Regions from separate parts of the Sus scrofa genome. Here regions 2, 3, 4, 5, 6 and 7 are each linked to region 1. The links are chromatin contacts, called in public HiChIP or PLAC-seq maps. All regions are on one chromosome and are shown on one strand. Each heading gives the region's core, a stretch centred on a gene start, on an enhancer-like site or on the middle of the called end of the contact. The rest is flanking DNA. Distances are from core to core; before and after follow the strand shown. Region 1 overlaps LPP (lipoma-preferred partner). Region 2 has its middle 160 kb from the start of LPP. Region 3 overlaps TPRG1 (tumor protein p63-regulated gene 1 protein). Region 4 has its middle 110 kb from the start of LPP. Region 5 has its middle 17 kb from the start of TPRG1. Region 6 has its middle 44 kb from the start of TPRG1. Region 7 overlaps LPP (lipoma-preferred partner).

Evidence for each region. HiChIP or PLAC-seq counts read pairs in DNA pulled down with a chosen protein or histone mark.
Region 2: an H3K27ac HiChIP or PLAC-seq map of alveolar macrophages shows a contact between it and region 1. The contact joins two enhancer-like sites. A contact is called at or near these places in 1 of 47 Hi-C or Micro-C datasets (embryonic fibroblasts) and 1 of 2 datasets of contacts at active chromatin or transcription factors (alveolar macrophages).
Region 3: an H3K27ac HiChIP or PLAC-seq map of alveolar macrophages shows a contact between it and region 1. The contact joins two enhancer-like sites. A contact is called at or near these places in 1 of 47 Hi-C or Micro-C datasets (brain) and 1 of 2 datasets of contacts at active chromatin or transcription factors (alveolar macrophages).
Region 4: a contact with region 1 is called in an H3K27ac HiChIP or PLAC-seq map of alveolar macrophages. The contact joins two enhancer-like sites. A contact is called at or near these places in 1 of 47 Hi-C or Micro-C datasets (embryonic fibroblasts) and 1 of 2 datasets of contacts at active chromatin or transcription factors (alveolar macrophages).
Region 5: a contact with region 1 is called in an H3K27ac HiChIP or PLAC-seq map of alveolar macrophages. The contact joins two enhancer-like sites. A contact is called at or near these places in 2 of 2 datasets of contacts at active chromatin or transcription factors (alveolar macrophages and skeletal muscle).
Region 6: a contact with region 1 is called in an H3K27ac HiChIP or PLAC-seq map of alveolar macrophages. The contact joins two enhancer-like sites. A contact is called at or near these places in 1 of 47 Hi-C or Micro-C datasets (embryonic fibroblasts) and 1 of 2 datasets of contacts at active chromatin or transcription factors (alveolar macrophages).
Region 7: a contact with region 1 is called in an H3K27ac HiChIP or PLAC-seq map of alveolar macrophages. The contact joins two enhancer-like sites. A contact is called at or near these places in 1 of 47 Hi-C or Micro-C datasets (embryonic fibroblasts) and 1 of 2 datasets of contacts at active chromatin or transcription factors (alveolar macrophages).

What each region holds. Positions count from the first base shown.
Region 1 is chr13:126,096,357-126,100,400 of Sscrofa11.1, forward strand. The region is part of intron 4 of LPP (lipoma-preferred partner); the gene reads left to right. Among named protein-coding and RNA genes, the nearest start is that of MIR28, 180 kb to the right of the region's middle. Within about 2 kb of position 2,010, at least 18 of the 83 cell types and tissues checked have an H3K27ac peak or open chromatin away from gene starts, as enhancers often do. A contact at or near this core is called in alveolar macrophages, embryonic fibroblasts and skeletal muscle, where this site is marked.
Region 2 is chr13:125,617,878-125,621,921 of Sscrofa11.1, forward strand. No RefSeq gene overlaps it. Among named protein-coding and RNA genes, the nearest start is that of LPP, 160 kb to the right of the region's middle. Within about 2 kb of position 1,689, at least 17 of the 83 cell types and tissues checked have an H3K27ac peak or open chromatin away from gene starts, as enhancers often do. A contact at or near this core is called in alveolar macrophages, where this site is marked.
Region 3 is chr13:126,553,279-126,557,322 of Sscrofa11.1, forward strand. All of the region lies in intron 1 of TPRG1 (tumor protein p63-regulated gene 1 protein), which reads left to right. Among named protein-coding and RNA genes, the nearest start is that of TPRG1, 25 kb to the left of the region's middle. Within about 2 kb of position 1,758, at least 9 of the 83 cell types and tissues checked have an H3K27ac peak or open chromatin away from gene starts, as enhancers often do. A contact at or near this core is called in alveolar macrophages, where this site is marked.
Region 4 is chr13:125,671,702-125,675,745 of Sscrofa11.1, forward strand. No RefSeq gene overlaps it. Among named protein-coding and RNA genes, the nearest start is that of LPP, 110 kb to the right of the region's middle. Within about 2 kb of position 2,125, at least 2 of the 83 cell types and tissues checked have an H3K27ac peak or open chromatin away from gene starts, as enhancers often do. A contact at or near this core is called in alveolar macrophages, where this site is marked.
Region 5 is chr13:126,510,940-126,514,983 of Sscrofa11.1, forward strand. No RefSeq gene overlaps it. Among named protein-coding and RNA genes, the nearest start is that of TPRG1, 17 kb to the right of the region's middle. Within about 2 kb of position 2,327, at least 14 of the 83 cell types and tissues checked have an H3K27ac peak or open chromatin away from gene starts, as enhancers often do. A contact at or near this core is called in alveolar macrophages and skeletal muscle, where this site is marked.
Region 6 is chr13:126,483,606-126,487,649 of Sscrofa11.1, forward strand. No RefSeq gene overlaps it. Among named protein-coding and RNA genes, the nearest start is that of TPRG1, 44 kb to the right of the region's middle. Within about 2 kb of position 2,111, at least 14 of the 83 cell types and tissues checked have an H3K27ac peak or open chromatin away from gene starts, as enhancers often do. A contact at or near this core is called in alveolar macrophages, where this site is marked.
Region 7 is chr13:126,450,772-126,454,815 of Sscrofa11.1, forward strand. LPP (lipoma-preferred partner) reads left to right here. Exons shown (of 11, transcript XM_021071250.1): 9 at 2,851-3,029. Among named protein-coding and RNA genes, the nearest start is that of TPRG1, 77 kb to the right of the region's middle. Within about 2 kb of position 1,735, at least 8 of the 83 cell types and tissues checked have an H3K27ac peak or open chromatin away from gene starts, as enhancers often do. A contact at or near this core is called in alveolar macrophages and embryonic fibroblasts, where this site is marked.

The DNA of each region.
Region 1 (4,044 bases), core at 760-3,259:
GTTCTCTCAGAACCCTGTTCTTTTTTTCTGTCCCTAATTTTTTAGGTAGCCACTCAGTCTTCTCCCTTTTGACCTTCTGTCTTCTCTCTGTAGAAGTCCCAACTTTCATAGAGTCAACTTCGATCCCTGTCTACTCAATGGCTTGAACTGGTTAGTTATGATTCTTGGCACTATGTCTTCCTTTGACAATGTTTGTGCCATTTATTCATAGAAAATCTTTCCACAGGGAAGACCTTCACCTTCTTTGCATTCAACATGTCCACAAATTCTACTCATCCTCTTCCCCCAAAACTTTCATTCTATTAGAGGTATTTCATTGTCTCTTAAATTCTAAAATCTGTGGTCATTATTAATATGTCTTACTTTTAAAATATTATCTATCACCAACATCTGAGCTGTCTATCTGTCTATCTGTCTGTCTGTCTATTTATCTGTCATCTATCTATCTGTATGTATTTGTTCAAAATGAGTTTCAGGTTTGTTCTAGTCTCTTCATTTCCCAGTATGATATCCTATCTCATTCCTTCTCCATCTCACAATAGAACTCATTGCTTTATGGGTCCCTCCCCTCCTTCAGCTGTACTTCGCTAACCCAATTAGTCTTCAAAAATTTTTATTTTCATCCTATGGCTTTTTGCTGACTGCTACATTAAATTTCCCCTCTTGGTTGATTTTCAGAGTACTCCAAGACCTTTAAACACACTTCACCTCCCACTGTGCTCTTTCTGTCTTCTCTTTTGTGAGACCAATGTCCTCATTGTCAACTTCTCATGCCGAGTTAATTTCCCTTGTGTGTTTCTTGCTCCCTGAAGCATCCTCATCTCTCAGCTGATGAGAAATACTCCCCATTTTTTTAAAGCTTGATCCATACCCTCTAATACCACCAGCTCATCCTGATCTCTCCCTTCTTTGCTTCCAGACCCTATTGACAGGGTGGTTTGGTATAGTGCCAGGAAGCCCTACTCTATTACTTATCAGTTGTGTTCCATCTTCACATGAAAAATGGGAACAATAGCTTAGAAAGTCATTTTGAAGATTAATTAAGGTAAAGAATTTAGAGTATCCAGTAGTATCTGGTTCATAGTAAAGGCTACAATGTATTAGTTAATGTATAAATCAGTTAATTACGTTTCATTTTCCTGCCACTGAATATATGCCTTTTTTGGGACTGATTTAATTATGCTATGTAACTACAAACTATATATCATAAAGCCAGAATCAAAATATGCCATAGGGGAGACCTATAGAAATCACTTAACATCACGAATTGTAGAGCCTCACCTTTTAAAGGCTCATAATCCAGCTCATCTTTCCTGTGATGCAGAAATGGATACCTAGATTTCTTAAGTCAGCTGCCCCAGATGACACATTTGGTAGGAGAGCTGGCCTCAACCCCAGATGGAGGTTTCTGGACTTACAGGTTTGAATGTTTTCAATTATCCTCTTGTTTATTCCCCTTTTAGAAACTGTTTGAAGGCTGGATTACAGCTCACATTCCTCCATCACCCATAGTCTTTAACCTCATTAAGGGATATGTGGTTGATAGTTGTGGATTTTTGATTCATTCCTTGTTTTGGCCATAAGAATTCTCTGGAAACATCTATGGAGTATGGATTATACATGGGCTTATCACCCTTTTGATGCTTTTAATACTGTTGTAAACATACAAAGGGTCCAACATGTACACTGCTGTGCCTTGGTTCAGTGTGGTGGGGAAAGCAAATGGGAGAGGAAGTTATATACATCTTGAGGAAATCAAGCTTTTCTATTTTTAGCCCTTGCTACTGTTTGAAAAGTACAGTCCTGTTCATGGCAGTCTGGCATGTGTTTCCTTAGTACCATTTCAAACAGGGAAAAAATAAATATGGGAATTTTTTGTAGTGAAAATAGTTACTTAGTGAAATCACGTAAGTTCCTTCTTTTCCTCTTGATGAAACCTCAAACCCACTAGGCACAGATTCCTCAACCTCAACTATGCATGTCAAAGGCTCATGCAGAGGAGGAAACTGCAGTCAGCAAAACCAAGTACAGCACAATGTGCTCTGGTGCCTGAGAGAGAGGCCAGGGAAGGCTGGGGGAGGGGAGGGTGAATTCCTCCGTCAGTGGAGTCTTAGCCACCTACCAGATGGTGCCCCTGGAGAAAACTGAATCCTGAACTATATAGATAGAGACACCTAGTGTCACAGCCCTTTGCTTAAACTGTTGCTCCTGCCTGAGTCTCAGCTCTTCTTTCCCTGAGTGCCTAACAGCCACTCCCCCAATTCAAATATGTAAATTGCTTCTCTTTAGCTGTTTAGATGACATTTTGGGGATTTTTCTAATCTGAGACTGTGTTAGTTCTCATAAGAGAACAGTAAAGAATCTTATGAAAGACAGGATAAACACCTGGTCTCTATTTATTTTATTCTATTGTTCTTTTCTTTTTTTCTTTCTTTAGCACCGCATGTGCAGCATTTGGAAGTTCCCAGGCTAGGGGTCGAATCAGAGCTGCAGCTGCCAGCCTACACCACAACCACGCAGGATCTGAGCAGCATCTGCAACCTACACCACCACTCATGGCAACACCAGATCCTTAACCCACTGAGTGAGGTCAGGGATTGAACCTGTGTCCTCATGGATACTAGTTGGGGTTGTTACCACTGAGCCACAATGGGAACTCCCACCTGGTCTCTATTTAGATGGATTTTCTATAACAGAGCAGGCCTTGGTCAGAAGAGGCAATGGTAGGGTGGTTTGGAGTCTACTGTATGAATTGAGGCAGACCAGACCCTGCATTAGGGTGATGGCCATGACCATGGTGAAGGTTGGCTAGAGTCCAGAGTCATTGGGAAAGAGGAAGGAATGACAAATGGAGGAGTCTGAGATACTTTTCAGGATCGTGACTTTCTTCAGTAAAGAGATATTTGCTTCCTATCCTAGTGTTTACCAAATAGGAAGTTCCTCTGAAAAGTGAGAACTCTGAGCTAAGTGCAATGTGAACCTTACTAAAGGAAATGTTGATACCGTAGAGAAAAGATTACGCCTCATTAAGGAGAGGGACTATACAGTCTCCAGATATAAACAACTCTACTTATATAAAATTGTGATGGTAGGGTGAGAATAATACATTGCTGTAATGAATGCTAATTTGTGGATATTGCTGTATTGTTGTCAATGTTTTTTAATTGAATATGTATTAATCTCCAACAGGGTGCTATGAATAATGCCAACTTACAGTTGATTTATCAGAAGACTTTATAAACACTAGTAAAATGGAAAGTCACAGCACCCCTTCAGGGTGGTAAATGTGGTTGCCATTTGTACAGATGAGGACAAGTGAAGTGGATTGTGTTTGCTCTGTTGGCACCGTGGGTGAGAATGTGAAACTGTCAAATGAGAGAAAAGTCTTTTCCCTGTCCCTGGGAACTGGGTTAGAATACATTAGTAAAGAGCTCTCCTTAAATGTGTTCAGAGTTGTGGGATTTTAATTAAATCATTCTGGTTATTGTTAGCACTTGCATTAGCACCTGATATCCAAATTCCAGGCCAGCAGATTTCAAATCAAGTATGGGAAAGAATTCGGGTGAGGCTTGCAAAGGGTTTGTTAAATGCAGATCACTAGGCCCTGCTCCCAAAGGTTCAGATTTGGTAAATCTGGAAAGGTGGGTGGGGGGCTAAGGATTTTCCCTTTTTTTTTTTTTTTTGGTCTTTTTGCCATTTCTAGGGCCGCTCCCGCGGCATATGGAGGTTCCCAGACTAGGGATCTAATCAGAGCTGTAGCCGCCGGCCTACGCCAGACCCATAGCAACTCGGGATCCGAGTCGCGTCTGCGACCTACACCACAGCTCACGGCAATGCCGGATCCTTAACCCATTGAGCAAGGCCAGGGATCGAACCCGCAACCTCATGGTTCCTAGTCAGATTTGTTAACCGCTGCGCCACGGCAGGAACTCCAGGATTTTCCCTTTTAATGGGGGTCTGAGGTGCTTCTGTCCCCAGAGGAGGCTCAGCTTTCCTTCAAACCTCAGCCTTTTCTTTCTTATAGGATAGGACCTATCTTTAGCC
Region 2 (4,044 bases), core at 439-2,938, 480 kb before region 1:
CTGTCTCCACCACCTTCCCTCCAACACACACACACACACACACACACACACACACACACACACACACACACACAAATTACTCCATACATTTTTTTCAGCACTTAATAGTTTAAGTGCTATTTCTTCAAAGCAGCCCTTCCTTACCACCACCACCCCCAAAACATGTCCCCCTCTTCCATGGTCTCTCACACTACCTTCCTTCCCTTTTGAACACTCTCCAAGTTTGCAAACATCCACTGAATTGTGACCATCTGATATGGGTCACTAATCTCTTTGGTGGTAGAGGCTGTCCCTACTTTTTACTCTCTGTTGTACCCCAAACCCTCTAGCCTAGCACCTGATATCAAGGAAGGAATAAAAGGAGTGAATACAGGAGGATTGATGAGTCAGCATAAAAACATAAATACTCAAATCTTCAATAATTCTCTGTCATTAGTGGGGCTTTAAAACTTGTCTCAACCATTCAACAATGCCCCAACATCTACCAATCCATGCTATTCTCATCACCCATCTCCACAGCCCCCATACAGGGTCTGCTCATAGGTGATGCTCAGAAAAACGGAGTGATTAAATCAAAGGATCAAGCATTTCCAACAGGACATAAAGTTTCTCAAGAGCAAGATGCCTCTATTAACCACTCTGGTGCTGTGCTTCACACATGGTAAGTATTCAGCCAGGAGTTGACTTTTATGCCATACTCCCCCAGGGATGATGGAGCAATAGATGCGAAAATGTAGTGGAAGTAGTGTGAGCTTTGAAATCATTCAGATATACCTGCTTTGTGATCTTGGGAAAATGGCTTAACCTCCTGATCCTCATGTTCCCCATCTGAGGATAATACCACTGCTAAGGTGTTATTTTGAGGCCATCCTAAGGCCATTGTTACGGGAAATGGATGCCAAGGCTTTTGGCATTTGCCTGGTGCCGCAGGGGTTCCCCACCCACATTAGTTCCTTTTTTTCCTTTCCTTTCTGGGAGTCAGAGTCTGGCCAGCTTTACTTCTCCCTCAACCTCCTAGGAAGCAAACAGTGGTAAAGGAATTGGAACAGAGGCTGAGACCCATTCTCTTGTTCCAATCTGACCAGCAGATGGCAATACCCATGCCCTGTGGCTCCTACCCAAACCCTTTCCATCCTGATGGAGGGGAAGGTGACAGGAATAGGCTCATAGGATGACTCAGCTCCAGTGACTAAAGTGAGGAGGTGGTGGTGGTGGGAAGGCATGGGGGCTGGAGCGGAAATGAGTGAACCATATCTGATGAAGGATGTCTCCAAGATAAAGGGGCTTGGCCCTGGTGAGTTCCTGGCTCTGACGTGGTACAGACAGGCAGGGGCCTGAGCTCTCTCCCTTGACCCCCCTCACTTAATCTCACAGTGAGATAACTCCCTGCCAGCCCAGGGGAGCCTCCCAGGGCAGATGCTGGGGGTCTGTCTGCCCCCTGGAGGCTTTCAGCTCAAGGTCTGAGACACATCTGAACACCACTTTGGATGAACTGATTCTTAAAAAGTGTCCCATATCTCCAAAATCCATGTGTATGGGTTCTGATCCTGACAGCCTCCTGATTGCCAAACTTGGCCTCTCTCCTCGCCTGCAGACTGTTTTCTCCACCTATGCCACCCTTTTGATATCTCCAAGCCCTGCACATGCAACAAATTTAACACTGAACACTAAGTGCCCTCCCATCCACTTCTGTCATCCCTTCTCCTGGTTGGTTGGTTACCATCGACCCTATCACCCAGACTGGGCCCCTATCACTCCACTCTCCACGTCAGTTCCAGTTCCTGAATTTCTCACTCCAATTCCTCCTTGCCTTCCCCACCACAGCTGACTCTGGCTGGGCTTTTGTCATAATTTACTATGATGCTCCAGCATCTTCAAACTAGCCTCCATGCCTCCTATCTCTCTTCAGTCTTTCCCAGACTGTCTACAGAATGCTATGTCCAAACTCATTCCTAGTGTCGTTATCTCCCTGCTTAATATCCCTTAATGTGTTCCCAATCCCTATAAGACACAATTCAGGAGTTGCATGGTGGCATAGAAGCTTAAGGACCCAACATCATCCCTCCCATGGCTTGGGTCAATGCTGTGGCACAGGTTTGATCCCTGACCAGGGAACTTCTGCATGTGGCTGGAGCAGCCAAAAAGACACAGTTCAGACTCCTTAGTCTGTTGAATGAAGCCCTTCATGATCCAGGACACGCCCATTTTCTGGTTTCGCCTGCTGACCCCATCCTGCAAACTCTGATGCACAGAGACACTCCCTAGATTGGAGCCAGTCCTGAGTCCTGGCGTCACATGCACTCTTTCCACCTCTAGATCTGTGAACACGTTGTTCTTTCTATCAGGTGAGCACTTTTCTGCCTTTCACAAAATTATTTATCTTTCTAGATTCACTCAGTTTTCATCTCTGCTGGGTGGCCCTTTCAGATTCCCAGAAAGGAGTTGGCAGCTCCTTCTCTGAGCCCTCTCTCAAAACATGGTCACTCTCACTAAGCACCTGTTGGCGTGGTGAATTCTTGTTTATGTGTATCTGTCTTCACTGGACTGGGGATACATGGAGGCAAACCCTCCCAGAGAATACCTACTTAAATAGTTTTTGAATAAATGAAATGTTAAAAACAGGCATGAAGTAATAGTCAGTTTCGTCCTCTGATCCTCTGTGTTTCCATCCATAAACTAGGTATCTGATCCAGGTAACTTACAACTCTGTCAACCTCAGATTTTATACTGCATCATGCTTCCACTCAGCTCACACACCTGGCCCACTCAGCAGCAAGAGATATTGCTGAGTTATTTTTCCCAAGGAAGGAGTAGGACTGTGGGTCCACCCACACTGCAAAGTGGCTGTCGTCTCAGAAGCTCTGATTGAAGTCACAGAACTGCTCAAAGCCAATGCTCTACAGAGGGACTCAGAAACCCAGGACCTATACCACACAGGCTGGGACTCTGGTCACTTCCCCAGCAAGTCATAAGTATTGTCCACCCGTGTGGGGCTTGTCTGCAGGCACTCACATGGGTATGGCCACCAGCCTCAGGCAGGCACCAAGGGTGACACATCTGTGCAAAGGAAGCCACCCACACAGTCTCACCTCCCCCAGGTCATTCTCTGTGATCCCCGCACCTTCCGGCACCAACCCCACACTCACACACCCACAGTGCTGGGTTGTCTGCCTGAAAATCTAGAGCTCTACCCATCAGACCGTAGCATCTTTCAGGAGGTAAGACAGATGAACCCATAGGCTGGTGGCTCCCCTCCTCTGACCCCATCATCAGCTACCCCTCCCTAAACAGCTTCTGCCAGCGTGCTGGCGTGAGCAGACCCAAGTTCACCTCAAAGCTTTCTCTGAGAAAATAATTTGATCTCCCTGAGCCTCAGTTTTCTCACCTATAAAATGGCACTAATGGCCCTGACTACATTCTCTCCATAGGGATCACTAAGACGCAATGATCTAATACGTGTGAATGTGGCCCGTACACACAGGTTCAATGCAAACGTTCAGGATTTAAAAGAGTAATGGTGTTGATAGACACTACGTTCTGTTTCTAAGGAAAAGCACCTTTTCAAATAAAAAGGAACAGTTTAAATCCAAATATTTATTGAGTACATACTGTGTGCCAGATATAGTACAAGCGATTATTAATGATCTAAACAACACTTCCATAACTAAATTCAGCAGTGCTGTAGTTTAATTTTATGTCTGAAGTCAAAAGTTTCATGTTTTGAGATATATAATGTTCATGCATTTTACACCTGTGGGAATAGAAACATTATTTGCATAGATATAGATGTGTGTGTGTGTGCACGCACATGCGTGCATGCGTGCTCGAATTTGAAAGAAAAGAATACTGGCCCAGGAGGCAGGAATGAAGTATAATGACAAAAACCATGAGTTTGGGAATAAGACATACACACCTAGGTTCAAATCCTGACGATGGTTCTAGGACTTATTAGCTTTTTGACTTGAGACACATTTTGGTTCACTGAAGCCTCAGTGTCACCATATGAAACACGGAAATAATGAAAACTCCCTCAGCGGTCTGTTG
Region 3 (4,044 bases), core at 508-3,007, 460 kb after region 1:
CGGGACAGGATCTTGTCCCCCAGGAAATAGCAGAAATGGCCCCACTTTGTGCTGCTGATACTTTGGGAAAACGAGTTTCACTAGGGGAGTACAGGATCTTCCACCTCTTCTTTTTCTTCCTCCTTCCCCACCTCTTTCCTATCTTCCCTCCTCACCAACTTTTTCTCTTTTCTCCTCCTCCCATAGGCCCCTTCTCCTAAGATGAAATCCCCTTAAGGATGACATGTATGTCTTAATTTTGGTCCAAGCCGTGGTTAGAGGAAGATATGAAAATGAGGAAAATGCAAATCACATCTCTAAACATCCAGGGAGTAGCCCCACTAAGGACAAACCAGAGGCAGGCAGTGGTGACCACCCCATCCCTCAAAGGCACATTCAGTGGTTTGGGAGTTTAGAGGCAATTTCTGTCTGGGACTCATGGGATGTTTTCTGAAAGAGGTTTTGCTTAAGTGGTCTTGAAGGCCACTTATTGAAAAACACAAGTGAACTTGGCAGATCAGAGCAGAGGACATGGACACAGCCACAAGAAAGCCTCAAGCTTAATGCAGCAGTGTTTTCACCGTTTGCTGATGGGCTAGAGTCCTTCACTCTGAGCTTGATTAATTTTAGTTTATATAAACTGTGCATAAATTTAGTTTCCTGTAAGTACTTAAGAAACCAAATCCAGCAAATTAAAAGTAGGAGAAGGGGCTGCTACAGGCAGGCTCCTGAAAATGGAGAGAAGTACAAGGTGGACGGCTTGATAAGAGAGGATACAGAACATCAAAACAAAACCTTCCCACAAACCCTCAAGAGTGGAAAAAAAATCACAGCAATCTGGATTGAGTGGGAAAGTCAAGCAGTCCTTTAAATTGAGAGAGTCTTCTAGAATGTCATCATACATTAGAGTTCAATGAAGAAAGTGATAGCCTATAGTCCCTTCGAACATGGCTAATTTATATTCTTTGTGCTGCTTTGTAGAATATAGACAAACACATAATTGATTTTAGAAAGAGTTCCATCCCAAGTGAGTCACAATAAAATTTGTATTAAAGCCAAAAACCTTCAGCATTTGCAATGCTACCTTCTAGAGAAGGAATAATGTGTCTTGACTTTTAATAAATGCAAGTGCTGTGAGTCATTTTATGTTATACCCCCATCTTCCAGTGTCCTTCTTATCATCTCTATGTCTCCTTCATTCATAAGGCTGTTTTTCCTTCTTCCCAGGCCTGTGGCTTTCAGCAGCTCCCCTCCAGAGCCTGGCACACTGAGGCTGGTAGCCCCTCGTTGGCTGCATTTCCAATATGGCATTGAGGGGCAGGGGAGGGACTCCAAGCCTGGGCCTGGGGACCCCGGCAGTGGGCTTGGCTTCCTACCTAAGAGTGGGAGATTTTAGAAAAATCACTTTCCTTCCTTGAAACTCTGTTTTCCCATTTGGAAAAAGGGGATAATTACTCTTATCCATTGAGTTGTTGTGAAAACCAAGGACATTAATTGATGTGAGATTAGTAAATTCAGCAGTCCCATTCTCAGCCCATACACTGTGCTTATAACCAGCCCTACCTCTAAGCATCATTTGCATCTACATCTGCCGTACTCATTTGATTATTACCTTACTTGAAGTTATGCTTTTCTTGATTTTTTTTTTTTAATTAGTGTCACCTTGAAGAAAGCCTCTTTTGAATGGCTTTGCAGGTCATGTGCACTGCCCAGCACTGGGGAGGGTCACTATTCATTTGGCCACGTGGTGAACAGCTTGTGGTTGTGTGTTGTACAGGGTCTGACTCAAGTGCCTGGCAGCCTGCTCTCTCTGTGAATATTAAACATCAGGGATTCTGTTTTCTATTCCTGATATGTAAGGCCTGTCCTAGGGCATACAGTATTACTAAATACTGGATTCTGGGCTCTGGATTGAAAATTGTGCACTCTATGATTCAGTCTCAGGCCCAGCTTTCAGCCTCCCATTTCATCTTTGATTGGACTGTCCTGGTCACACTCTTGGCAGAATCCATAAGCCACAGAAGTTTTCTGGTGAAGAGGAGTTTTGGGTCATCATGATTTCAAAGTAAAAGTTAGTAAAAAACTTGGCAAGCCCACTGTTTGTACTTTGTTGTTTTAATCTCAAAATCCTTGTAAATGAAGATATATCAACAGCCAGGCTTGAAAGCAGAGGAAAAAAAAATCACACACATTTATCCTAAACTCTTTCCCCCACTCCAGTTGTTAGGGAGATTTTATATCATCTGTGAAATGTCATAGTCTGACCTCTACTTGTTTCTGGATGGGCTTTGGTTTCCTCATCTGCATAATGGAACTAACCCTGTCCACTTCTCTGGATTACTAAAGAGATATCTTGGGAAAGTACTGAGGTCCAGAGCCTGACCCCTAACATGTGCTCAGACAGGATTGGTAAGAGTTCCCCTTGTGGCTCAGTGGTTAATGAACCTGACTAGTATCCATGAGGCTATGGGTTCTATCCCTGGCCTTGGTCAGTGGGTTAAGGATCCAGCGTTGCCGTGACTGGTGGTGGGTGGTATGAAGCCCATCTTTCTCATTCTCTGGTGATGTTTTTTGTCATTGGATAGCTTTGGCGTAGAACCATACCTCACACGAGAGAGGGGAAAAAAAAAAAATCAATTCCTCTGAAACTTCCACTATGGGACCCCTGGGCAAGGAAGGAGTGTCTTCCAGTTTCCTGGCCTCCCCGCTAGTAAGGACAGGCAGCAGAAGGCCTTGCTGTGGTCAGAGGGCCGAGGAGCCAGACAAGCCTCTGTGGTTACGCACTTATTTATTTCCTTATTTATTACTTTTGCAGCTAACATTTTTACAATCATGTTATTTTGTGGTTTGTTTGCGAAATGCATTGTGAGCCAAGTTTGCGTCAAATGTTCTCTGAGTTGGAAGAGGGTTGCATTGGGGAGCCCAGGGAGAGGTGAGTGGAGGGCAAGAAAGCAGTTATAAAAAATGTTACATAATTGATATATCTGTTAAAGATCCTTTCTTTGTAATCAGGCTACCCAAGGCAGATGGAGGAATGAAAACTGAGAAAACATTGTAGGCTCTCAAGAAGTAGTAGGGACAGGCTTGGCAATCTCAGAGGTGAAATGGGGCCACAGCCTGGGGACTCGGGGAAAGAAATCCGGGAAGAAACCCTGCTCCTGCTCACGGAACCCCAAGCACCAAAAAGGCATCTTTTGAAAGACTTTGGGAAAGAGTAGAAGTTGGTTCTAGAGGAGTGATGAATAATTAATTAATTCATACGTGTTATTATTAGGGAGCTTATTATAATCGTTTTTTGAAGATTTTAATATAAACAAAAACCCAGTTTTCAGAGATTAGCTGAAATGGGGCTCAAGCGATGCTCTCCCAGAGCTGTTTTCTTTTTAACTCTATATTCGTCTTTTCTCGCCCCCAGGCAGTAGTAGATTCCTGAGAGGCTGCCCTGTTGTTGCTGAAGCTCATTTTGCCTGTATTCAAGTTTGTTCTTGTATTATTCCATCTGGTTGCTCCCCAAACCACTTTCCTTTTTTACTCTCCTTGTAAATATTTACATAAGAAGGTTTTTGCAGAATCTTATATTGGTGGATTGGCGCAAAGAGTTTTTGATGTGTTTCATTCCTTTTACGAACAATTTGGTTAAGTGGATTTCCTCCCAGCTCATTGAAATAAAATCCTTTCAATTTAATAACATCATCAGACACTAAATAACATCAGAGGGAAAAATAAGTTTGCATGGCATAGCCTCGAGTGGATCTCAGCTGCTCTGTAGCTGTTAATGGTTGATGCAGAAACGGGTGATTATAGTGGAGGGCTGGATGCTGTGAATGCGAGCGTTTAAAGGCCTCCTCTTCCTAGGCAGGACAAGAACTTGGGCTGTTTTCTGGGTTGGCTGGGTGGATGAGAGATCAGGGCAACTGAATCATGAGATTAAGACACGGTTCCCAAACTTCAGACACCAGCTCATCTTGCCACCTGCCCTAAGGCTCTTGTCTTTGCTTCTTCTTCTCTGCCCTCCCTCTTGGACAAGTTCATCCTTGCCACAGCTTTAATAAATACCTCTCCACA
Region 4 (4,044 bases), core at 875-3,374, 420 kb before region 1:
CAGTGGGCAGGCTCTCTCAGCCTCCATGGCTGCTCATGGCTGTAAGCATGAATGATTGGCCCTTGCACTGTTCTCACCTCACCTCTTGCCTCCTTCTTGCAAGTGTCTTCTAGGGGTAGGTCTGACCCTCCAGCTCTCCTTTGATCAGATTCTCTCTCTGTGGCTGGGTGAGCAAGTCAGGAAACCAGTTCATCTGTGAATTGCAAGGATGGAGTTGGATACCCATGGTGGTCTCACTTTCAAGCTGTCTTTTCCAGCAGTTTTCTAGAGATGTATCAGGAATTACCAAACAGTTGATTAAACTGTATTTTAATCCTCGTTTAACTAGTGACCTATGCGGCTTTTTCTACAGTTTTTATTCATGGAGCAAATATTTATGGCGCATGTTTTATGTGACTCACCCAGGACTAAGTGTGAGAAAATGGAATAGGAAAAAAAAAAAAAAAATCCCTGCATTTACAGAGAGTCTTTTTTTTTTTTTTTTTCTTTTTAGGGCTGCTCCCTCAACATATGGAAGTTCCCAGAATAGGGGTCGAATCGAAGCTGCAACTGCCATCCTACGCCATAGTCACAGCAACACCAGATCCGAGCCACATCTGCAACCTATACCACAGCTCACGGCAACACTGGATCCTTGACCCACTAAGCAAGGCCAGGGATCAAACCCACATCCTCATGGATACTAGTCAGATTCATTTTCACTGCGCAACAACAAGAACTCCCCAGAATTTACATTTTACTAGGCACAGAGGAACAGTAAATAAATGAGCAAACAGATAAACAGACCATGCCAGAACTAGAAAAGGTCTATGAAGGGCCTGAAACAAGGAGTGACTGTGCAAGGTTGGGTGGAGTGTGCTGCGAGACAACTTGACTGGGTGGTTCCCTGGGGAAGAGCCATCTGAGCTAAGACAATGTCTAAATAAAGAGCCACACATGTGCAGATGTGGGGAGTGTTCCTGGCAGAGACAGCCAGTGCAAAGGCCCTAGGGTAGGAACGAGCCTGGCAGGTTTGAGAAACTAAAAGATCCTGGCAGTCTGAGAAACTAAAAGTGGAGAGTTGTGGGAAGGGGCAGAATGTGAGAACAGAGAGAAGACCAAGGCCAGATCACAGAGGGGCTTTATATAGACTCAATCATTCCATTTCCCCAAATGTGCAACACATACTACCAGGTTCTGTGCAAATATTTGGGGTGGTTGATATGCAAATATTTTATTGGAGGAAGTATAAATTTATTTGGGGGTATATTAGGAAAAATTTAATTAGCACATCAAAACCATGATTTCCTAGATACATTATTCAGTTGAAACTACATTTAAAAAGTGAATTGATTTAAAGAGAATATTAAGTCAATTATAGGACAGATGTTATGCAGATATAGGCAAAATCTCCAAGGGGGTGTTTACAGAAGTGAAATTGAAGAAAAAACTGCTTACCAATTAGAAACAAAAGGGGGCCCCATTCTCAGCCCCTGACATGTCCCCTCCAGCTGGCAACTCAGAAGTGAGAGACAGGTGAGTGACTCAGATGTGGCTGAGGTGTCTACTATGCTCCACATGTCCCCTTTCCACTCCCCCTGTGTAAAGATGTCTCCAAGGGGCAGCAGAACAGCCAGGGACTGTATTCTCCAGTTCATGTGAGTATAAGATGAGAGTGTATGTCCAGTTCTCACCAGTGGAATGAGACTGGAGGGCTAGATGTCCCTTCCAGGCAGGGCTTCTGTGCCTGCTCCACCTTCCACCTCTTTTCCTGGCAGGGGATGTGGGAGAATCAAGCCAGCAAGGACCGGAGACCTGAATCTCCATGTGAAAAAAGATCACCCAGAGGAGTTACCACTGTGGCTCAGTGGGTTATGAACTCAACTCATATCCATGAGAATGCAGGTTTGATCCCTGGCCTTGCTCAGTGGGTTAAGGAGATGAAATTGCTGCAAGCTGTGGTGTAGGTCCACAGCTGCTGCTTCAATTTGACCCCTAGCCTCGGGTGTGGTGAAAAAAAGAAAAAAAGAAAAAAAAAAAAAAAAAGAAGAAGAGGACCACTGACCAGGACTAGTTATAGATGGAGAAGGAGAAGTACACTCCCTTTGTGTTAGGCCATTGGCATTTCCGGTTTGTTTGTTCTAGAAGTTAGTTAACCCCTATCTGGGATCTTTGGTTTATGGAGGAACTGTATTCTCAGAGTATGGAAACTACATGACAAAAGAGATGTGACAGCTTGCAGAAGAGAAAGAAGTGGGATGGAAGTCAAATATATAATCTTTTTTTCAAACACTCAATAGACTATCTTGTCAGAGGCCCAATCACTGGAAGGAGGAGGCGGGGGGTTGAATGGGGAAGCCCACTTGAGCCACTTTCTCTCATTGAGATCTGCCTCTAAGTCACCTGACCCAAGAGACTGCCATGCCCCAAAAGAACAGGCAAGGTGGGCTCATCTACAAGGAGCCCCCTGTCCTCACGGATCCCCAGTCCCCAAAGCTGCCTCTTCCTGAACGAGCTTGATCGGACCAGCAGACACAGTGACAGATCCATGCCCTCTGCATTCTGTAACTTTGCTCTCAGAGCAGAGAACCCAGCAAGAGCCAGGGAAGAAGTGATCCAGGGAAAGGCTTTTCTGACCAGAGATGGATGTACAGCTCTGGAAAACCGTGTCCTCTACCCAGACAAGCCCAATCGTTGGAGACAAGATGGAGAGGCTTGGGAGGACGTCTGGGCCAGAGGCTCCCAGGCACAAAAGCACTCAGGTCCAGGCAGACAGTATTAATGAGTGAAGTGGGCTTAATGTAAACCAAGAGGAAAAGGCCAGGCACATAGCAAAATAAAACATTAAAATCCAGAAAGCAGGAGGGAAAAAATGGAGAGAGCCCTCATTTGCAGGCCTTTCTTCAGGGGATAAGAAAAAAGAGACTCAAAGAAGGGAGAGGCTTACTGGAGGTCATTCTGTTTTGAGGACAAATCCAGGGTGAGAACACAGGCCTGTGCAGTGCATAGCTTAGCCAGTGGAGGGGGTGAAGTGTGGGTTCAAGGCAGCAGAAGGGCAGCCACAGTAGGAGAGACCCCTGTGGAGTTGGTGGGGGTTGGGGAGACTGGGATCTCCCCAGTGGGCTGACACATGAGCTTGGATGGTAGGTACCAATTAGTGGGTGTTCCTAACCTCCCTCCAAATTTGACATTTGCATTAGCAGAGAGTCATCATTTAGTCCTTCCTTCTTTCATCCATACCTCCAATCACGCCCTAAGCCTTTGGGATTTAATTTCTACATATCCCTTGAGCCCATCTTTCCTCTTCATGGGCCAGCTTTGCCATATTCTTCATCCTCTCTCTTCAGATGACAGCAAGGTCTTCCTGGTCAGTCTCCTTCCTCCAACTCTTCCCCATCCTATCCCATTGGGTGTCAAAGTGCTGCATCAACAATAGATACAATTATATCATGATCCTGCTTACCACCCCCTATGCTGCCCATTGCCTTCTAGGATAAAACCCAGATGTAACACAGTAACTTGAGGCCTCAAGGAAAGAGGACTTATTCTCAGTTCTTCTCCAGCTCTTCTTCTCCAAATATCCCATGTCCCATCCTGCCAAATTGCTGGCCATTCCATTAATACATCCTGAAGTTCCACACTTGTAGACTTTGGGCCATGCTGTTCCCACTCTTTCAAATGCCCTTCCCCATCTTCCATGGCTGGTAGTATTGGGTGAAAGAACAATCTGGCACAGACTAGGCAATAAGGAGGTACAGGGTTTGCAGGAATTAAAATCAGTAATAGGAGGAGCTCCCATTGTGGCTCAGTGGTAACGAACCCAACCAGTATCCTTGAGGATGGAGGTTCGATCCCTGGCCTCGCTTAGTGGGCTAAGGATCTGGCATCGCTGTGGCTGTGATGTAGGCCGGCAGCTACAGCTCTGATTCAACTTCTAGCCTAGGAACTTCCATATGCTGTAGGTGTGCCCCTAAAAAAAGACAAAAAAATAAAATAAAATCAGTAATAGGAGTTCCCTGGTGGCTCAGCAGATTAAGGGTCCAGTGTTTTCACTGCCGTGGCCCT
Region 5 (4,044 bases), core at 1,077-3,576, 410 kb after region 1:
CGGAGCAGATGGAGTGTGTCTATCATGGCAGCGGCGTCACCAGTCTGGTCACTTCAGATGTCTCTCCAATTAACACTCCTGGCGGCAGCCAACTGCTCAGGCAGCAGAACATGCTGGTGGGGAAGATGGCGGGAACTCCTGGGCCCGCTGCCACGCCTATTATCCAAGCTGGGGAGTGGGAGGGTCCGGCCAGACTTAGGGGTGTGTGGGAGGTGGGAGGAGGGGTGGATAAAAATGGGAGGTGGAATGCGTGCGGGGAGATTTCTTTAGCTGTCGAGTCCTAGAAAGTCAGGGATGGAGAATGCTTATCTTGTCACAGCCCTTACTCTCATCTTCGATTTCACTTCCTTCTATACTTCCGTCCTACCTGACCTGGATTGGGACATCTTCCTCTCTTTTTCTTGCTTCCTGAGTGATCTCCCTGCCTTCTATTTCTTTTTCTCTTCAAACTGGGCCCTGTAAGACAGACAGAGGGAGGGTTTTTTTGGTTTTTTTTTTTTTTTTTCTTTTCTTTTTAGGCCCACACTTGCGGCATATGGAAGTTCCCAGGCTAGGGGTGCAATTGGATCTCTAGCCACTGGCCTATATATACCACAGCCACAGCAACTCGGGATCCGAGCCGTGTCTGCGACCTACACCACAGCTCATGGCAACACTGGATTCTTAACCCACTGAGCGAGACCAGGGATCAAATCCACATCCTTGTGGATGATAAGGAGGCCAGGGACTGAACCCACATCCTCTTGGATCCTAGTTGGGTTTGCTAAGCGCTGAGCCATGAAGGGAACTCCAGAGGGAGATTTCTAAAACGCAAATGTGACCATCTTATTCTTCTACATTTCCAGCATTTCCCATTGCCTTCAGGAAAAAACAAAAACAAAAAACAAAGAACAATAAAACATAGTAACTCCAGAATCTGAAATATACAAAGCCTGAGGGCCCTGGAGATCTGATTTGCTTCTTCTCTTGTCTTCTCTGCCCTTCTCACCCCCAGTTTCTTGTCCTTGGTTAATTACTTGAAATTCTCCAAACTCTCCTATTTCCGTGTTCTTCTCTCCGCATCCCGCCCACAGCTTGGTGCTCAGCCTTGAAAATTCAACGTGGCGGTCACTTCTTCTGGGACACACTGTAGGACCAGCCTCTCTGCAGCCACATCACCGCAAGGTGACTGCTACTTGACCATTGAGGTGATTATTTTTCAACATCACACTGCCTCACTACCCTGTGAACTTTCCGAGAGATGGGAACGCATCGCAGCCATTGCCTTTATGGAGGCAGAACTGCCTTTGACATCAGCGACCCTACTGACCTCTGAGTTAATTTCACCCATGTGGCCATTCCTTGGGCTGTGACCTTGGTCAAGGAGAACCACTTCACCTGAAAGCAGGTATGTGGTAAATGTGGGGTGAGTGAGTGTAAGTCCCCTATATTTCACAGAGGAGGAAACAGGCCCAGAAAAAAGAGGTGACCCACTGGAACTCTCACAGAGGGAGGGTCCAGGGACTTCTCCATTCCTGGTCCAAAGCTGATCCCACTAACCCACATGCTCAGAGAGTCCCAAGGCAACCCACCTCTTGTGGGAGAGGGCAGCAGAGGGTCCTCCCTGGGTGGTGTGTGTGCACATAAGGGAGGTCCCCAACTTCAGCTGGGCTTGCCACATCTCCAGGCAATCATGGAATTCCTGGATGTGAGGGCTGGGTATTGAGCGATGAGCAACCGTGCAGTCAGGCTGGCACATGGGAGAGCAAAATCATCTAAAAGAGGAAGCCTGGAGACTTGGCAGCAGTGGGAGGTGTTTAGAGTAAAAAGAAGTGGCCCTTAGCCGCCATCCATACTGACTCAGGTGTGCCTGTTACCTGTGGGTCTTACTGGCCAGGCCGGCGCATAGGGCCACCCAGAGCCTTCGTCCCCCGAGCACATTGAAAATCCCTGTCTGTGTTGTTCTTGGGAGGGAAGGTTTGGCTTGGAGTAGTTTTTCCTGAAAAATCAAAACAACTCCTCAGAGTGGGCCCAGCTTCCAGGGGCCGCCTGAGAGCCGGGCACACTTCCCTTGGCTGGGGTGTGAGTGTACCGGTTTCTGGAGTGGAGGGGGCATCTGAGGGTCACGCAGCGGGGAATCCAAACCTCTGAGCCTGATTTACAGCTCAGGGCCTCCACTCTCCTCCCCACCAGCCCACATAAACCCCCCCAATTTCCTCCTCTGCGCGCCAGCACGCCTCAGAGCTGGGAAATGGGATCTCACCAGTGGCTTTTTCTGGGCTTATGTATGGATTCTTTCCTGAGAGGATGGCAGAGGGGAGCAGAAGTGGTTCTTCAAAATGTGAGCAGGAGAGCGTCATGGTGAGTCAGAGAAGGACAAGCCTGAGACAGCTTGGAGATCAGCCAGCTCAGAGCTCCTATTTGCCTTCTTTCTTTCCTTTTCTACTCTTTATTTCCCCCTTTCCTTTTCCTTTTTTTTTTTTTTTTTCTTGTGGCTTCCACACAAAATCTTATATGGATTGCCAATGGATTAAACTTCAAAATGGAAGTGCTCCAGGCATTCCCTGGCGGGGCAGTGGGTTACAGATCTGGCATTGTCACGGCTGTGGTGAGGGCTGCAGCTGTGGTGCAGGTTCGATCCCTGGCCGGGGAAATTCTGCATACTGTGGGTATGACCAAAAAAAAAAAAAAAAAAGGCAGCATTCCAGGCAATTGTGTGTTAGGAGCTTCTGGCCTCCCCTTCTGAGCTTCCCTCTTCTCTGACCCTTATAGAGACTCATGAGGCCCCTCCTCAGATCACTGGACTTCACAGACAGCAGCTTGGAAACCTCTGCTGTGATCCAACTCCCTTATTTCACACAGGAGGTTACGAAGGCCCAAGGAGGCTATGGAGCTATTAAAGGCCAAACAGGGATTTAGTGATGGAGTTGGGCTCTCCCAGGCCCCCTCCTGGCTTTCCAGCCTCTTTCCAGTAACTTGTACAAGATTCCATGGAGACCTTGTAAAGGCTTAGCCTGGCCCTGGTTTCTGTGGTGCATAAATCTTATTTTCATTAAGGAAAAAAACCAATTAGAACTGAAGAAGCCCTGGGTCAGTAACTCTGGGAAATAAGCACCAAGTCAGCATGGCTTCTTGACCCCTTTGGCTCTGGTACTGGGATTCCTCTGCCTTTATTTAGAACCTGGGTTCAATCTGGCCTTCCTTGGCCTGAGGCCCTTGACACCTCAAGCTCTGGGGCCTGAAATTCTGTGACTATCCCTATCTCTGCCCCAAGCTTGTGTCTTTTCCCCTGCCAAGGGGTTAGGTCCTGCCCATTTCTAGCCCCAGAGATCCCTTTTATGGCCCCACTTATGGAGGCCAAGCCAGGACCCCGGCCTGCCCTGGCTGTGTCCAGCTGCCCTTTCAGAAGGCCAGCATCAGAATAAGATCCCTGACAGCCTGCTGTTCCGGGGCAGGGAAACCAAGCCGCTTCCTTCCTGAAGGCCTGGAGTCTGAAGGCACAAGAAGCTGAAGCATTAGCATTTTGCCTGTTCTCTTCCACACCCTTCCTCCTCCACAGCAACCCTAAACTGGCCCTTCATATCCTCAGCCTCCTGGACCCCTCCCAGTAGTGCCTAGGCCCAGGCCTGAGGGCTTTTCTGCAGCCCAGGAACAGAGTCAGGCTGGCCTCTAGGCCTAAGGCTTCTACAGCCACAGACCAACTCCACCAAACCCTGACCGGGAAGCCCCAGGCCATGGTTGAGGGGTTGTGAGCTGTAAGACTTCCGGAGGCCCACGTGAGAGCTGGAGAGCTCAGGGGCTGCCCTGAAGCTTAGCTGTAAAAGGTGGAGCTACCAGGAGGGGCAGGGGCAGAACTGTGGGTTAGGCCTGTGGGAGCACCACACCCACTACCAGCAGAGGAGTGCACTCTATCTGGGACCCCAGCCTTGACTCCAGATCTTGCTTATTCAGAGATTCAATGAAATTCTTAACTTCAGGGTGTCCTAGAGCCAGTACTGCCTAATCCAGAATGGAACCTGTATCAAGGGCTGAAGTGGATAAAACAAACTTGGAGGCAAAGCTCAC
Region 6 (4,044 bases), core at 861-3,360, 390 kb after region 1:
TTTTTGGAGGGTCTAGATTTCATCACCATCTGTAGTTGACAGTTTTCCTAAGTTATCTTTCCATACTTATCTCCTCCTCCTCCTCCCCCAACACACTGGCCATTAAACCATACAAGGTTCCCAAACAGAATGCACCTTCTCACTTCTCAATGCCTTTGTACTCACTTCTGTGTGTTCGCACCACTCGTTCCCTCCTGTCTGGCACCCACTGACAACTACAAAAGAACTCTGGCACAGAACTCCATCCAAACCCCTGCGCTAAGAGACTTAACCACCTCCAGCACAGATGCTGGCAGCCTGAGGGCACATCCCTGGGATAAATCAACTCCCCTCTGAGTGTCTGTCTACAAAAGTTCAAGGCTATGAAAAGAATGTACTCAGGAGTTCCCGTTGTGGTGCAGTAGAAAAGAATCCAACTAGTATCCATAAGAATGCAGGTTTGATCCCTGGCCTTGCTCAGTGGGTTAAGGATCTGGCATTGCCGTGAGCTGTGATGTAGTTCAAAGACGCGGCTCGAATCTGGCATTGCTGTGGCTGTGGTGTAGGCCAGCAGCTGCAGCTCTGATTTTACCCCTAGCCTGGGAACTTCCATATACTGCAGGTATGGCCTTAAGCAGCAAAAAAATAGAAATGAAAATGAAAAGAATGTACTGTTTGTTCAAGCCAAAACCTGGCAATAGGCCCCTGATCTCTCTTTCTTCAAGAATTTGCTTTAGAAAGCTTACAATTATAAATCCTTCCTGTCTTTTTGAGATATCTATACCTATATCTATACTCACATCTATATTTCTATACTATATCTATGTCTATATCTATATGACTCTCCTACAACCCAAGAGTATCTTTATCAAGTACCTGAAAGCCATCTCTTTGAAATGTAATCATCAGGAAGGATAGGCCGGGGTTCCTGTCATGATTTAGTGGTAACGAACCCAACCATGAGGATTCCTAGCCCCACTCAGTGGGTTAAGGATCTGGCGTTGCTGTGAGCTGCAGTGTAGATCGCAGTTGCGGCTCAGATCTGATGTTGCTATGGCTGAGCAACTGTAGCTTCCATTCAACACCTAGCCTGGGACCTTCCATATGCTGCACTTTTGGCCCTGAAAAGCAAAAGCAAAAATAATAATAATAATAATAAAAGGTAGGATAGGCCTTCTGTCGCCCTGCCTCCAGGAGGATAAAATCCTAGCCTCAATGGTTGCCTGATCACATTTACACTGAAACTACCCTTTTACTTGCTTTTTGTAATTTTTCACATCTCTGACACTAGCTGAGCCCCTGTCAACTCCCCTTCCTATTACTTTCTTCTCCCCTTAAAATGCCCAGTCACCCCTATGGAAAGCTCTTTGCCCTACTCTCTGCAGTTACAGACCAAAATCCATTTTCTCCACTTTAACTAAAGTCTGGCTTTATTCACCTTTGATGCTACTCACAGTGACAACTACTCCCAGTGACCCAGGCCCTATGTCTCCTTCTCCAGGAATTTTTCTCTCCTTGATTTCCACTATGTTATCTGTCACTGTATGTGTGTTCAAAGTTGTATGGTTTACACACAACTTCACACATAATGAGATAATTATTATATCCAACTAAAATTTTCTTTCTTTTTTTCTAGTCAAATTTCCATCTGGACTAAAACTCTGAAGGTTGAAAATTGTGTTTTATTCACCCCGCATGCATTGAGATAGGTATGTAAAAAGCCTGGCTTACACATGTGTTGAGAGGAGGTAGGATGAAAGAGCAGAGTGAATGAATGTTCCTGCATGGAATGGTAAGGGTTAAGATATGCCTTCTTTCCAGAGTTGTCCCTAAAGGAAATGGAGACCTAGAGGTGTGGTTGCAGGGCAGGAGGAAAGCAATTACACTTTTCTAGACGGAGAGGAAAATGGGCCAGTGTAGACGTGCCCTTTCTTGCCCCTGACGGTTTTCTACTCTACTTTTTCTCCTCTTCCCAAGTCTTTCTGAGTTTGTAAGCAAACCCTTTTCTTTCGAGGCCTGTGAAGAACCCTTTTCTACTCTGTGCTGTAATACAGGCACAGGGAGGAATCCCTTCAAACATGGACAAACTCTGCCCGCTGATAGGACTTCATCTTGGCCCTAACCAGACGCAAATGTATGATGTCAGGCCAACCCAAACCATCCCATTGTTTTCAAGTGTGAGTAAGTACTGACTAATATTACTTCCTCCAGCATTTTTTTTTTTTTTTTTGACTCATGAGAATGGAAACCTTCCAGGCTGTTGTTCTACATTGCTGTCTGGACAGAATGACTTCCTGCACATCATAACCACTTGAGAAAGAGGATAAAAAAAAAAAACAACCTCCCAAGGGTTCCTTTAAGTTTGGCAGTGGTTTGTGATTTTATTTTTCTCTTTTTTTGCTGCACCCAGAGCATATGGAAGATCCTTCAGCCAAAGACTGAATTCAAGCAGGAGCTGTGACCGACACCACAGGTGCAGCAATACCCGGTCCTCAACCCACTCTGCCATAGCGGGAACTCTTAGCCATGGTTTGTTGTTGTTCTCTGATTTTGCTGTTTTGTTGTCCTGTGTTAGTCACAAAAGCAACAAAGAATATTCAAAATCCAAACTGGAAAGGACCTGTTGGGGTCATCCAGTGAGGAGCCAACACTTTCCCTGCCCTTTCTGAGATCTGTGAATGCCTGGTGACGGCCCCCTCACCAGGCGCAATGTAAACACCCTTTTTCTTTGTTCAGGAGTTCTGCTCTTTGCAAAACAAGTCCTCACACCTTGAGGCTGCCAGCAGTCTCTTCCACCTCCTTATAGACTATTCTGTGTAGTCCTGCCTTCTGGGAAACAAGCAGCGATTGCAGAGAGTAAAGAGATTCCCAGCCTGTCCCATGTGGATGAGACCACTAGACGCAGGTTGATAATGACTTCGGTTAGAGAGAAAATGGAGAAGTGAGCAGCTCCAGAGCTCTGGAAGTGTCTTCAAAGAGGGGAAAGGAGAGGAAAGACACCCATCAATTGTGCCTTGGGAAGCTCAGAAGACACCCTTCTTCCTGCTGGAGTGTGGCAGATTCTGGAGAATCAAAATGGTCTAACCCAAGCCTTTCTGTTCCAGTACTCCCCCCACTCATTCTCTCCTTCCAAAACATTGGACTGTATCAGCCTGTGCCTCACCCAAGCTTCCCAGGCTGCAGGCCCCATTAGTGTCTACTCAGCTCCTCTCTCCCGCAGCCAGTCTGGTGGCAGGAGGGGCCAACTGTCCTCTGCTACATTCCGAGAAAGCCTGTGATCCTTGGGCAAAGAAGGATCGCCCCTATCTGAGATTTTGCTCCTTTCTCTGCAAGAAGCTGGACGCCTTCATAGGCAGGCACGGTGCCCCTCGGAAAATCAATCGAAGCCCCTGCCAGCTGTAGGACTCTCTTTCCTCAGGGTGTGAGTCACTTCTATGACCTCTGAGTTTCCACCAGGTTCAGGGTCAAAGGAAAAGCCAGTACCCACAGGGCCTTTTGGCTCCCTGGGAATTGTAGGATGAAGGATTCATTATAAGGCGAGATGATTGCCTTTTTCTTTTCAACTGTGATTGGTGGCCCAGAAACCACAGCCATCAAATACACAGGCTCTGCTAAATCATCACTATTTCAGCTACTAATTAGGACTAATGTTCACAGCAGAGGAGTCTGCGGGGGCAATAAACCCCTCCTTCAAGTGGTTAAACTTGCAAGCAGACACACTTTGATGACCACAAGAGCTGTTCCTTGGGAAGGGTGCTCCCTGGTAACAGCATCCCCAAAACACGGCTCCATGAATGGAGGATCAGTAGCCTAGAAATCTGGGTGTCCAAGGCACCCTGTGTCCCCTGGCCAGACCCCTGTTCTGCCACCAGTTCTATCAAGATGTCTTCGGCAGCCACGTCCACAACAAAGTGAATGGCAGGTTCCTTGGGTCAGGGTTAGCTGCAGGATGACACTGCCCAAAGGCTCGGGCTGTGAAGGGAGAATGACTAGAAGCACAGCTGGGGAGACAGTCACCTGCTGCTTCTGGGGTTTAGAGTTCCCTGCCCCTGGGCCCCCAGTTAA
Region 7 (4,044 bases), core at 485-2,984, 350 kb after region 1:
AAAACTCAACCTATAGGGAGAATGGAAGGGTTGAAAACTCTCCCATATAGGGAGAATGGGGTAGCCACTGTTTGGTTATGGAGGGTGACATAAATCTTTCAGTCAAGGACATTACGATATTCAGAAGCATCATACAATTCTATGGGAGTAAAAGAAGCATCATACAATCCCATGGAGTAGAAGAAGTGACTTATTTTGCTTAGAGTATTAAGGGAGAATTAGGAAAGGTTTTGCAGAAGAGGTGACATTTGAGCTTTACTTTGAAGAATGAATAGATATTCTCTAGACAAAGAAGGGTATGAGGTGGTCTCGGCTTGTAAAAGAAAACAGCTTATTAAAGAGGTGGCAGAGAGCTCTGTGTGGCAGCTGGAGGGCAGGGTCCATGAGCCAAATGGAACTGGCTCAAGAAGGTTAATATGTCCTCCTTGAGCATTTGTTAGTCCTAGCTTCTCTTCAGCTGCATTCTTGGGGCTTTTATTTTCTGATTCAGGGGCACTTTTACAATAGTCTCACTTTGGGTATATTTTACACTGGTTTCCTCTGTAGCAGAAATGTTCAGATTACCTCTCCTTTAAACATTGCTTCCATGGACCATAAAGTCTTTCTGTAGAAACTGACGCAACCTTATATGTTGCTGCTGCTTTTGAGTAAATAGACTGAATGTTGCAGCCAAACATCAGTGCAAACAAAAACATTTTCTGGTCAAGCATTTTCTGCTTTGCTCAACTCCATAACAGGGTTGGCTTTAAAAGAAAAAGAAAAAAAGAGGAGGGGTTAAAACCTTCAGAAAAGCCAAACACAAACCCTGGGAAGACAGTTTCCAGCCACATTAGCTCGGATCACCAGGGTAGAAAAGAAGCAGAGCCCTCATTGTCCAGACCATCGTCATCTCCAGACTCTCATCTTCTGTTCTTCTGCTATTTTAATTTCACCACTTCAAAATGGGGGGAAAATAGGTTAATAGTTTCCATGAGTTTAGACTGTGACCAGAGGCGTACTAAGCAATTTCAAAACCTCTGGCAACCACAGCTTTGAGGAGAGGATGGTGATGGATTTACCGTCTTCTGGATTCCAGAGTTAAGGGAGTCAGGCCAGCACCATGATGCCAAAGTGGGCTGTAAACAATATTCCTTCCTTCGTTCTTTTTGCACACATTCATCCTAGGTTTCTTTTTATTCCAGGTAGTATACTGGATGTGGCAAGGGACAGAGAAAAACATTCTTGAGACATAAAACCTGTCCTTAGAGTTGTAGTATGGTAGGGGTAATAGATATATGTGCAAATAATTTTAACACAGCGAACACTGTAAGTGCTAGTAAGCAATGTAAATTAAGTGCTCAGGAAGGAGAGAGAAAGACGCAATTTATTCCAACCGAAGGCTTGACTGGGGAGTTGCCTTCTGAGCCATACCTTGAAAGATCAAAATAGCAAATTATGATTCATCTTAGGTATTAGCCAATGCTCAGAAGTATAGAAGTTTCTCATAGGTTTGAACAAGAGTGAGTAATCTGAGACATTAGGGGAATCTGAGCCTAGAAAGGGAGGTTGCATATCAGGTAAAGAATTAGCTCTTTTCACATGGTGGAGCCATGTAAGTTTTTCTAGAAGGAAAGTGACTTGGTATTATATATGTTATTTGGAAATGAAACTGAAAATCACTCTGAGGATGGGGAAGTATTACAGGAGGAGAGATGGAAGCAAAGAAGCCAGTCAGAGACTGTGGCTGTAGTTGAGTCATAAGCACACTGGTATGTACTTACAGGCATTCATTCCCTGACTTGTGCCCATTTATAGGTTCTCATGGTGAGAGGGAATTGCTTCTTGATTTCCACATCCTTTCCAGTTCTGCATCTTTCTGATCAGATCCCCATCCCAGGTTTACTCTGGATTGTAAGCTCAGTGAATCAGTCCAGACATCTCGATGAGAATATAGCGTCTTACATGTATAACAAGGCTGTTTGCTAAGAGAGCATGCGATTCTAGAGAAGGATGGAAAGTTAACAGCTAATTTTATCAGTCTTTCTGAGCCCTGACTCAATAAATGGTAGCCCTTTTGGCAGGGGGTGGGGATTATTTTTAAAGCCAGATAAATTGACTTTTAAAATTGACTTCTCAAAACTAAGTTCAACCTTTCAATGGAGAGTTTTCAACACTAAACCTGGAGATGGTGTTTGAGTCAAGGCTTTAAATGATCAAAAGCCCTATTGATTATGCTGAGCTCTGATTGGATCCTGCAACCAGCAAGCTTTCTGCAAGTCTCAGTCCTCAGAAAGACCACTCCCTAAAATGGGTCCTTGGTGATCCCACTAGGATTTTGATGACTAATCAAGTTTTAGAAGTAATAGTGTTCTTCCAGTGGAGATCCTGGATTGTATAGTTCAGGGGTCAACATATTACAGCCACAGCCAAATCCAGCCTGCTTTTGTAAATAAAGTTTTATTGGAGCACAGTCATGTCCATTTATTTACACACCATCTATAACTGCCTTCCTACCACAACAGTAAAACTGAGTTGCTATGACAAAGCCAGCATGGACCTTTATGGAAAAGTTTGCCATTACCCCTGCTACACTGGGAAGGAACTAGAGTAGAAGTCAGATAATGTGAGTTTTAAGTCCTAGATTTGCTACTCAGTACCTGCATGACCTCAGAGAAGCCACTTGATTCATCTAACTGTGTTTCCTTCTCTCCGTAATAAAGAAAAACACCCTGCCTTCCCCCCATCCCCAGGACTGTGATAAGCATATGAGCCCAATGTGTTCAGTGACAGTGCTTATTGGGCTGTAAGTTTCTATAGAAAGGAGCTCCTCGCATCCCAGCCTAACATTGGCATTTGTCTTTTCCTTCCCAGAATACCCTGGAGCAGTGCAGCGTGTGCTCCAAGCCCATCATGGAGCGGATTCTGCGAGCCACTGGGAAGGCCTATCATCCACATTGCTTTACCTGTGTGATGTGCCACCGCAGCCTGGATGGGATTCCGTTCACCGTGGATGCTGGCGGCCTCATCCACTGCATTGAGGACTTCCACAAGTAGGCAGACCACTCTTCCTCCTGAAGCCTGCTTATCCTCTTGGAGTCTGTTCTTATTGGTCTTACCTCCTACCCTCTGGGCTACACATTCTTATTCTTCCCTCTCTGAGCTACAGAATCTCAGGATTTGGTGGGACCTTAAAAAGAAGTTATTTAGGGAATTCCCATTCTGGCACAGCAGAAACAAATACGACTAGTATCCATGAGGATGTGGGTTTGATCCCTGGCCTAACTCAGTGGGCCATGAGCTGTGGAGTAGGTTATAGACACAGCTCAGATCCTGCATTGCTGTGGCTGTGGCTGTGACTGTGGCCAGCAGCTATAGCTCCAATTCGAGTCCTAGCCTGGGAACTTCCATATGCCTCAAGTGCAGCCCAAAAAAGCAAAAAAAAAAAAAAAAAAAAGGTTATTTATCCCCTCCTCCAGTACAGGGATTGATATCAGGTAATCTCCAGTCTGGCCTGCTTCATGGCTTCCCTGGGGCTCCCCCATCACCTCTTCATGTGGCTCTAATTCTGAGAGAGTTGACTCAGCTGCAGAGCATGTGTTCTAGAAAGAGGCAGGATCCCATGGTAGCTCTCCCTGGCCTAACTGTGAGCAAGATGTGTGATAGTGGACAAATTGCCCAATTTCTCTGAGGTCTTCAGTTTGGTCATTAGACCAGACCCTGCGTTGAAGCTTCCCATCTGTGACAGCCTAGGGTTCTGACCTCTCCATCTTTACCGCCCCACAGATGGGAGGCTGTGGGAGGATGGGCACGGGGAACAATTCAGCCCCTCTTGCTAAAGCAAGCCTCTCACATATTGGGAGGCTGTTTTATGCTGTTATCAGCATATTCACACCCTCCCTTAAGCTCTTCCCTGAGCCAGGATATTTTCTAATAAGATAAATAAATGCAGTTTTTTGAGGATGATTCGAGACTAGAACCACAAATCAAGACCACTTAACTGATGGGCCTGGAAAAATATGTCCCTGCTTCATCACTTCTCTTATTTGTAGACCCCTCTTTATTATA